2 separate regions of the Zea mays genome follow, and region 1 is linked to region 2. A link is a contact called in public Hi-C data. All regions are on one chromosome and are shown on one strand. The core of a region is the stretch at or near the end of the contact, and the rest is flanking DNA. Distances in the headings are between cores, read along the strand shown.

Evidence for each region. Hi-C and Micro-C count contacts between places; a contact is called where the count stands out from the background.
Region 1: a Hi-C map of ear shows a contact between it and region 2, with 3 times the contacts expected there. The contact joins the enhancer-like site here to the promoter of LOC100283425 in region 2. A contact is called at or near these places in 5 of 25 Hi-C or Micro-C datasets (bundle sheath, ear, leaf and 2 more) and 1 of 3 datasets of contacts at active chromatin or transcription factors (leaf).

Annotation. Positions count from the first base shown.
Region 1 is chr1:6,601,429-6,606,339 of Zm-B73-REFERENCE-NAM-5.0, forward strand. No RefSeq gene overlaps it. Among protein-coding and RNA genes, the nearest start is that of LOC103631507, 92 kb to the left of the region's middle. Within about 2 kb of position 1,878, at least 18 of the 20 cell types and tissues checked have an H3K27ac peak or open chromatin away from gene starts, as enhancers often do. A contact at or near this core is called in bundle sheath, ear, leaf and 2 more, where this site is marked.
Region 2 is chr1:6,494,583-6,499,717 of Zm-B73-REFERENCE-NAM-5.0, forward strand. It overlaps LOC100283425, which reads right to left and starts at 1,716. Exons shown (of 2, transcript NM_001366674.1): 1 at 1,220-1,716. The coding sequence starts at 1,577. The coding sequence ends at 1,251.

The sequences.
Region 1 (4,911 bases), core at 628-3,127, 110 kb after region 2:
CGCAACAAGAGCTCGCAACACAACTCAATGAGTCCACAACTCAACAAGAGCTCTAGATGCTATCACAATGAACCAAATGCGTGGAATCGATGTCTTGGTGCTTAGGAATGTTGTAGGAATGCTTGGTGTTCTCCTCCATGCGTCTAGGGGTCCCTTTTATAGCCCCAAGGCAGCTAGGAGCCGTTGAGAGCAATTCTGGAAGGCTGATCTTGCCTTCTGTCATCGGGCGCACCGGACAGTCCGGTGCACACCGGACACTGTCCGGTGCCCGATTTCTTTCCTTAAACGGCGCAGCCGACCGTTGCAGATCTGGGAGCCGTTGGCGCACCGGACAGTCCGGTGCACACCGGACAGTCCGGTGCCCCGTTCCGACCGTTGGCTCGGCCACGTGTCGCGCGCAGATTCCGCGGCCGACCGTTGGCCCGGCCGACCGTTGGCTCACCGGACAGTCCGGTGCACACCGGACAGTCCGATGAATTTTAGCCGTACGCCGTCGGCGAATTCCCGAGAGCGACCACTTCGCTCGAGGCAGCCTGGCGCACCGGACACTGTCCGGTGCACCACCAGACAGTCCGGTGCTCCAGACCGAACAGCCCCTTGGCTGTACACAGCCAACTTTTCTTTGACTCGATTTCTCCTGTTTCAAGCTCTTAGACACAATACATTAGTCTTCAAAACAATGTACTAAGGCTTAGAAACATACCTTTCATCTTGATTTACACTTTGTCCATCCAAGGGTATAGATTCACATTTAAGCACCTGTGTTGGCACTCAATCACCAAAATACTTAGAAATGGCCCAAGGGCACATTTCCCTTTCAAACCTGTACACCCCCTCATAAGATAGAGAAGAGAAAGAGGCCAAAGTCTCAACCCTACATCGTGTCTCGTGTGTTTCCTGTCGTACTTCTGGAAAGGGATACGGGTCTTCCATGACTTCTCGCGCCTAATCTGCTGATATGAGTGAAGGGTGCAGACCTAGTGATATATGGTAACGTAGTTCTCAATAAGTATTAGTAATTGTATCCGTAGTTATATGGCCACTAAAACATGTGTCGTTTATTAGTAGGAAGAGTGAGAATAATTGTATTGTCATTTCACGACAAGACATTCTTTTTATGCTACTTAACCTTATATATATAATTGTATTTATATTTTATATTTTAACGATGTAGCGGAGGACTGCATTCGGCTTGACACCGTAGCTTTCATGAAGGAGTTTGACCTATCGCTAAAAAGTGTTTGATTTCTAGTGACTAATTTTTAGTTACTCTATTATATTTTATTGTAGTATCTAAATTGATAAATACAAAAACTAAAATATAGTTTTTAACAGCTAACAGCTCAACACAAGGCATCTACACGCACGTCGCAAAAATCAGCAGTTGTGGCTGATGCGGCGGCGAGCAGTGGTTTTCGGCCCACGTGACACGTGGACGGCGGATGCGGTCCCTCGCCCGTTCTCGCGATTTTTCCGCCTGCAACGGCAAGCAAATCCTTGGATTCTCCGCGCCGGGGGCGGTAAGTAAGCGCCCGTAGTCGTCCTCAACTCGAGTAACCGTCGCCACGTGTCGCCTCCTCCACCCTTCTGTCTCCGGACCGCCCGTAGTCATCTTGAACGTTTCTGGTGTGCAAAATCTAACCTGCATCGCTCTAGATCAGCTGGAAGAATCGGATGTCTGAAGAAGACGTAGCTGGGCTCCAGGGGAAGGAACGCGTATATGGGGTGCCCGTGGAACGGACGTAGCCCACACGTTTTTCGGCCTTTTGGGATAGACGCCGCACCCGGCCCCTTTGTCGGATATACAAGCAGCCCAGCAGAGAGAGACGAGGGAACGGCCGGCCCACGGAATTTGTGGCCACACAGCCGGGCCACCGAGCCGGCAGCGACGTGCGTGCGACAGCCCGGACAGTTCGTATAGCCTACTAGGCTACTACGAGTACGAGCTACGACTACGACCTACGAGGCACGGAAAAAACAGCAGAGACCGGACCGGACTGCCGGTCCAGGTCCAGCTGCTTCTGCCGCCGCTACTACTACAGCGGGCAGGCATAGAGCTAGAGAAACGGATGCGTAGCAGTCAGTGCTGTCTGTGTCGCCGATGCTGCCGAAGAACAAGAACTGACATCATCGTATGAACACCATGGACCAGACCGTGCGGTGCGTTTCCACTGCACACATGGGGCCGGGCCTGCCACACCATGCACAGGCAAGTATGAATGTGGAAGGCCATACGCATGCTCCAAGAACGAGCGCTAGCATATCTTTTTCCATTTGCAATTGTACTAATTAAAGGCATCTTGAGCGGAGTGCGTATACAGTATTTTACACTATAAATTATACTGTTTATAAAGTGTTGTTTGAAATAGAGTGCGATATGGAATATGCTGAAGATAGCCCAACAATATCCGACGATGACTAATACCTTATAGATGGCCAAACGGGCCAGCACAGTCCATGTTCGGCAGGGCCCGTTAGGCCCGCCTAACGAACTGTGCCGTGCCAAATGGGCCCACGTGCCGCGGTAGCGGCTCAGGCACGGGCCAGCCCGGCACCATGCTAGGCCGACCCGGTGGCACGTTGGCCCATCTGAGTATATTGTATAATTTAGCAAAAAAATACGTAGCTATGGGGTTAGAACACACAACCAAGTGTATGAGAGACTTAGGGTCTATTTGGTTGGGCTGTGGCTGTGAAAAAAGCTGTTGTGGGCTGTGAGCTGTGGGAAAAGCTACTGTGAGCTGTGAGCTGTTAAAAAGCTAAAAACCATTTGGTCGAAACCACTAAAAATCGTTAAAAGTTATTCAATATACGTTTTCACATTTCCATCTAAAAGTCACTAAAAACAGGTCTAGAGGTGCTTTCATTTTTGCATTGCGAGAAAGTCGGCTTTTAGAAAAAGCTGCTTCCTTAATCTAGCCCTTTGGTTTGACTTTTGGCTTTTAGGGGATAAAAGCCAAAGTCAAAAGTCAAATCAAACACACCCTTAAACACACTCATCTAGCTTGTGCGGCTACAACTTTATTGTATTATATGTTGAATGCTTATACTTAATATATGCAAACTATTATTTTTAAAATAAAAAATGTAACTGTGTCGTGCCCGTACCAGCACTACGGGTCGAGATGATGGCCTAGACACGACATTATAGCCGTATCGTGTAGGCACCCGCACTATACTAGTCGGGCTGGGTCATGCCTGGATCGTGCTTTTTCGTGTCGTGTCTGGACTGGTCCATCGTGTTAATGCCAAATGGCCATCTATACTAATACCAATGCGAACCAACTAGCTGTCGTTTAGCAGTTGCAACTTGCAACCAAGATCCCTCCGGTTGCCAGCGGAATCTCCGGGCCGGTGCGTCGCAAGAAAAGCGTCGCCCAACAACAGTCGATTTTTTTTATTTTAGCTCCTTTTAAAAATAAAGCTTTACATTTGTGATGGGATTAATACTGTGTTTGAATTCTAATAGTCGTTAATGTGATATGTTGGAATTATGGTCCAATTCAATAAGTAAGCCAAGGTGATATAAAGATGCTATGGAGCTTTAGTCTCATATTGCTCATCTAGGTATAAGAGAATTAACTTATATGTGAGAGTCTTCACTACTCTTCACATGAGACAAATAAAGAGCTATGAAGACTGACACACGCACATGTTTTTTCGCATTATTTATCGCGTGACTTTTGACTTGCGGCAATCGCGTCGTGATGTGTTCTAAATAGCAGTTAATTTTTTTACCTTTTGTTTATTTGGTTATCGAATACTAAACTTAGACTGTCACGTCAACTGGGAGTAATGGGTGCACATGTTACATGCGAGATCTCCAAGCAGTTGCACATAGAGAGGTGACGGATCCTGAAATTTAGCAGATCGAACATGAGGCGTTGATGCGACCCTCTCTATATATGAGTCGTCCAGTGCACGAGGTGGCGCACACACATCTCATCCTCGCATTTTCAACTCTCTGTGCCGCCACAAGTGGATATATATTCATTATTAGTGGGACCGCGGTTTTTTGGAGGTCTCGTAAGCAGACTATCTTAACGAAATCTACTATAGAGACACAACTTATAGCACTACTAAGGTAGAGTGGTTAAAAGAGATATTGGTACCGACCATTCTTTTATATTATGATAATCAAAGCATGATCATAATTGTAATCATTGCAAAGGAAAATGCAAAGTTCTCAAGACATGTGAAATGACGAATTAAATCAGTAAGACATTTGAAAAAATTCTGGAGAGATTGTCGTAGAGTATATTAATACCGCTCAAAACTTGGCTGACCATTTTACAAAAGGATTAGCACATGCTGTGGTTGATGAGGCATCAATAGAAATGGGATTAAAGCTCACGTGATGTTATCATACAGTGACAACCCAATCTATATGACCGGAGATCTCATGAATTAGATGCCATGGAGAATGAAATGTTTTGTATAATAGAGGAGTACACCATTTTACTCTTTTCCTGATAAAAGATACGTACTATTTGTACAATAAACGAGATTGACTTTTATCTTAATGTATTCTGAGTCTGTAAAAGTTAAGGTACCGTCTTCCACTCTTAGGCTGGCCGCAGCGCGGCACTGGAAACGACACTCGGAAGGTTTAGCGCATGCATACACGCTGCAGCAGGGCACTGGGAACGGTACTGGGAACGGCATGCTATCCTCTGCTACGCTACTTCCAGCGCTGTACGGAGTGCTACTCTATTTACTGTGCCGTGAGGTTGGACACGAGGAGCAGACCGGTGGCACATGGGTGGGAGTAGGGAGGCAGCTGACGTGGACAAGAGAGAGGTAAAATAAATAATAGAATATGTGGTAGTTGGTATAGGGTAGAGATTTAGAGTAAATATGACTGCGGAAGATTGTATGGTAGAGTAGAGAATCTTGCTGATCAGAATAGAA
Region 2 (5,135 bases), core at 466-2,965:
AAGGACTGGAAAGCCTCTAACAATGAAGCTAAAAGGACTGCATTTGTTTCTTCATGTGGCATCCCCCTGAAGACGAGTATATTACCACCACCCACCAAAAGACCTAACGTTCTTGAAAGTATTGCAAAAGTGCTAAGTGGAGGTACAATAAAAAAATGTGATATGAATTGGCAACTCCATTTAATTTAATCGACATGACACCTCAATGTGTTATAAAATGAAACTTGGGCAAGTTCCTTCAAATTCAATATTGCTTGCAGCAACCTATAGATATAGTTGAGAAATATTCTGCTTATTGGCATAGGTAAGCTATGACATGTTTATCATACATGTTTTAATTAGATTTGATGCTTCACTGCAACGATGTGTTTGGAATGGCAGCCTGCGTAGCTAAACTAACCTGCTGCCTATGTACATTATCTGCTTTAATTGCACAAAGCTTCAGATTTAAAAATTGGTCCAACAAACAAAAATCTAGGCCTTGTCTAAATCACTTCCAATGACTTGAGAAGCTACAAGCCAGAATAGAGTTCCAGTCCTAATATCACCAAACAGTAATCTAGAATCTGTAACCAACTTCAGGTAGTTTGGAAGCCCCAAATTCAGGTCGCAGGGAAGATATGATGAATTTCCATTAAGCTTCCTACCAGCTAGACTGATTTCTAAACATTTTAGCACTGTTGTGTATTCATGATACATGAACATCACAACTCAATATATGAACATATGACAGCATAATGGTTGGAACTGCAGCAAGCACTGGGCAGCAAAAAAAGAGAGAGAGATCTGGACTGATCTCAAATGTCCATGTATCCCAGTGGCTTGATTTCACGTTTTAACTTCGTCATATTTGCAGCAAGCTTGAATTATGCTACCAAGAATCAAGAGTCACGTTTCTGTTTTCACCCTACCTAAATTAGCTCTGCAAGTGCTACACGGCTACAGCAGCTCCTGAAAACCCTAACCATTCAGTCAGCAGCTTAGTCTGAAATGTCTACAAATTAACCTAATAATATCCACGCCAACGCTGACGGGCCACCCGCCCAATGCTGCTTCCCCTGACAAAAGGGCGCACGATTCGCCACTCATGCAATCGGAATCCCTAAGTACCCGAGACAACATGTGGCCTTCACATCCAAATCACAAACTCAAGCCACAGCAGCCGAGCTAAATCCCGGAAAGAAGAGATTCGAAACGGCGTGACGGGGTCAGAGCTCACCTAAATCAAGCGGATCGGTCTGGGACCCGTATCAGGCGAGCTTGGCGGTGGCCGGGATGAGGCCAATGGAGGCGCCGCCCTTGACCTTGGTCTCCTGCGCCTCGCGGATCTTCTGCATCTGGAGCATCCGCTCCATGACGAGCTCGTACTGGCACTTCTCGTAGGCGTGGCGCTCGGGCTCGCACTTCCAGGGGAGGTAGAACTCGGCGACGCGGCACTTGTTGAGCGGGATGAGGAGGTGCGCGCACTGATCGCGGTAGGCGAGCGGCACCCGGGCCTCCGCCATCTCCGCCTGCGTCGCGATCTGGGGCTTCGAGGAGCCCAGCTCCACGCCGGCCGCCGCTGCCGCCGCCTCCATCTCAGTCGCTCTCTCGCCGGCGAGCTCGTCCGTCGATGAACGCGGGTTTGGTGTGGCTTGTGGTCTCGTGGATGGGAGAGTGGGTATGGGCTGAATTTGGGCCTGTAGTGGCTTCTAGCCCTTGATTGTGTCCTGAAACGGCGGAGACGCATCGAACGGGTTTTGTTCCGGCCGGGCCGCCGGGGACCTTAGGATCGAAAAAAAAAACTCGAGGCTCAAGAGTCGGCTCGGGCTTATTCAATCTCGGCTCATGAATCTCTTTAGTCCGAGTCAATTTTAACTGAGTCTGGATCGGCTCGTGAGCTGATATAGTAATATAGTATTTTAAGAGGAGAATTAGGTGTCTAGTTCCTTTTTTATCAAGGGCTCCATTTTTTGTTTTTGTTTTTGTTGTTTTTCATGTAGATTTTAGTCTTTCTTTCTTCATTCTTGTATTATATATGTATCTCATGTAGCATTTTGACCTTCACTTGTGTATATGCTAGAATGTGACTATGATCCTAGTAGTATGTTCTTTGTATACATGATGATGCTTTGGCATGCTTAGGCTCTGTTTGCTTATATTGATACAATATTGTTGAGCTAAGCTTCTTTTCATAATTGTGAACTTGACTATTACTTGTTGAATCCAAAACATGCTCCCCATTGAGATTGGCACCTAGCATGTATAGGATGTGTTTGAAATTCTTTGTATTGTCACTAGTATGCTAGGTGGCTATGCCTCATGTTTTGAGTTATTCATTGGCTTGATTCATTAAATCTGTGCTTAAAGCAAAATCAAGGTAAGTGAAAAAATCAAAAAGATCGAGATGAGTTTGAATTTGTCACCACATCATTGTATCGAGATTGCTTCTATTTCCACTTTTGGATGAACTCGAGTAGGTGGTGGATGATCAAAACCGGTGTCTTTACCTTCTGATTGCTTTGTTGCATAGGCTACACCCGGTTGAAAAGTTAGACAATGACAATGCTTACAACCTCTCGCACTCACATGCTTTTCATCGAAATTTGTAATCCGCTGTAAAATCTGATAAATCTTGAGAATTTAAACTGGTATCTATTTCAGATATATTTCTAGCATGATGAGTGACAATCGTTTAGGGTAGTTCATCTAGTTTATCTTGACTGACACTTAGTTGATTTCCTGCTTACTATATGCCTAGTGTTGTCTTTAGTGGTGTTGGGGGTAGATATCCTCGGGTCCTCACGAACACAGAAACATGTCACGGGCCGTCTGATGGGCCTCCTGATGGTCCACCTTGCAGGATGGGTCATCGGGCCACAACCAGGTTAGGCAAGCTCGATCCAAGAAGACGAAGACTAAACATCCGGGTTATGCGTAGGCAGAAGAGCTAATATCTCGACTGAAGAAGTTGCACACAGCCGAAGGGCTAAACACTCGGCGTCAACTCGGCTAAGGAAGTGATCAAACTCCGGATAAGCAGAACTACAGGCCGCGATAAAAGAGGAGATAGGTAGAATATATAGTGATCACAACTTGTAAGGAATAACCCTCTGGTCACTTATATAAGGCCGAGAGAGTACCCCTACCAAAACATCTCATCTCATCATACACCAGCCCTCATCAACCACACCTTAGCACCACAACAGCACATATGTAATCTATATACTCCAAAGCAACTCCAATACACAGCCTCAATAGGAAGTAGGGTGTTACGCATTCTAGCGGCCCGGACATATATCTTTACTACTCCTTAAGACCCTACCGTAGGCGTCCACAGTGATTTTGGTGCACGGTTCTGCCAAAGTTCGCGCCGCGGATCCCCACCCACTTCCCCTCTACTCCACAGCGCCCCCGCTCCCGCACATCGTCCCGCCGCGTCGTCCCGCCGCGGAAATCTCGTCCGCCCACACGATCCATCCCGTTGTCACCCCCCTGCTCGCACGTAGGCCCGCCTCTCCCTACCGCGATCTCATCGCGCCGCCCCGTTATCCCGCCGTGAAAATCTCACCAGCCCACGAGATCCACCCCACCGTCCCGCCCCCGCCCCCCTCGCTCGCACGTGGGCCCGCCTCTCCCCGCCGCGATCTCCACTCGCCTCCCCTCCTCGCCGCAGTCTCCTCTCCTCGGCAAGCACCCGCCCTCGCCCTCCCCCTGGCGCGGCGATGCAATCCGCATCAAGGCGCTCCCCCTCGGCAATCTCGCATCGCGGTGCCCCCTCCATCCTCGCGTGTGCCCCGCTCTCCTTCACGAAGCCCCGCTCCCTGCAGTCCCCTTCCATCGGCGACACCATCCTCGCCGGCAAATCGCGCCTCGCGATGCAATCCCCCATGGATCCGATCGGACCCGTTGCCGTCCCGGTGATCCCTGAAGCGTCGGCCGCCTGCCTCCCCACCCCCACCTGCCACCTCGTGTTGCCAGCAGAGATGTCGCGCGACCCCCCGTGATCCTGCCCCATTCCCCATCCTCGGCCCCTCCTCACGCCCCATCATCCGAAGTTTACAACGTCGCCAGAGACTATGCCTTCCTACTTGAAAGTCGCCTAGAGGGGGGGGTGAATAGGCAAATCTGAAATTTACAAACTTAAAGCACAACTACAAGCCGGTGTTAGCGTTAGAAACAAAGTCGAGTCCGAAAGAGAGGGAGAAAAACAAATCACAAGCAAATAAGGCGGATGACACGGTGATTTGTTTTACCGAGGTTCGGTTCTTGCAAACCTACTCCCCGTTGAGGTGGTCACAAAGACCAGGTCTCTTTCAACCCTTTCCCTCTCTCAAACGGTTACTTAGACCGAGTGAGCTTCCTTCCTTGATTTCTCGGGTCACTTAGACCCCGCAAGGACCACCACACAATTGGTGTCTCTTGCTTCGCCTACAAGGCTTTGAGAGTAAGAACGAGAGAAAGAAGAAAGCCAACCAAGCAACAAGAACAACAAAAGAACACAAGTCGATCTTCTCACAAGTCCTAAAAACTAGAGTTGAATTGTGGAGTTTGATTTGACCGGAGGCTTTGATTTGTGTCTTGGAGTGTTGTGTATTGCTCTTGTATTGAATGAGGAGTAGTGAATGCTTGGGTGCCTTGAAGTGTGGTGGTTGGGGGGTATTTATAGCCCCAACCACCAAAGTGGTCGTTGGGGAAGGCTTCTGTCGACGGGCGCACCGGACAGTCCGGTGCGCCACTGGACACTGTCCGGTACGCCAGCCACGTCACCCAACCGTTAGGGTTCGACCGTTGGAGCTCTGACAAGTGGGGCCATCGGACAGTCCGGTGGTGCACCGAACAGTCACTGTTCACTGTCTGGTGTGTCATCTGCGCCTGCTCTGACTTCTGCGCGCGCAGTCCGCGCACTGTAGATCATTGTTCACCTTTTGCAGACGACCGTTGGCGCTGTAGCCGTTACTCTGCTTGGCACACCGGACAGTCCGGTGAATTATAGCGGAGAGCCATTTTAAGAAACCTAAAGCTTAGCAGTTGGAGGGGATTCTCCCTGGTGCACCGGACACTGTCCGGTGGCACATCGGACAGTCCGGTGCGTCAGACCAGGGCAGCCTTCGGTTTTTTTTTGCTCCTTTGATTTGAACCCTTTCTTTTATATT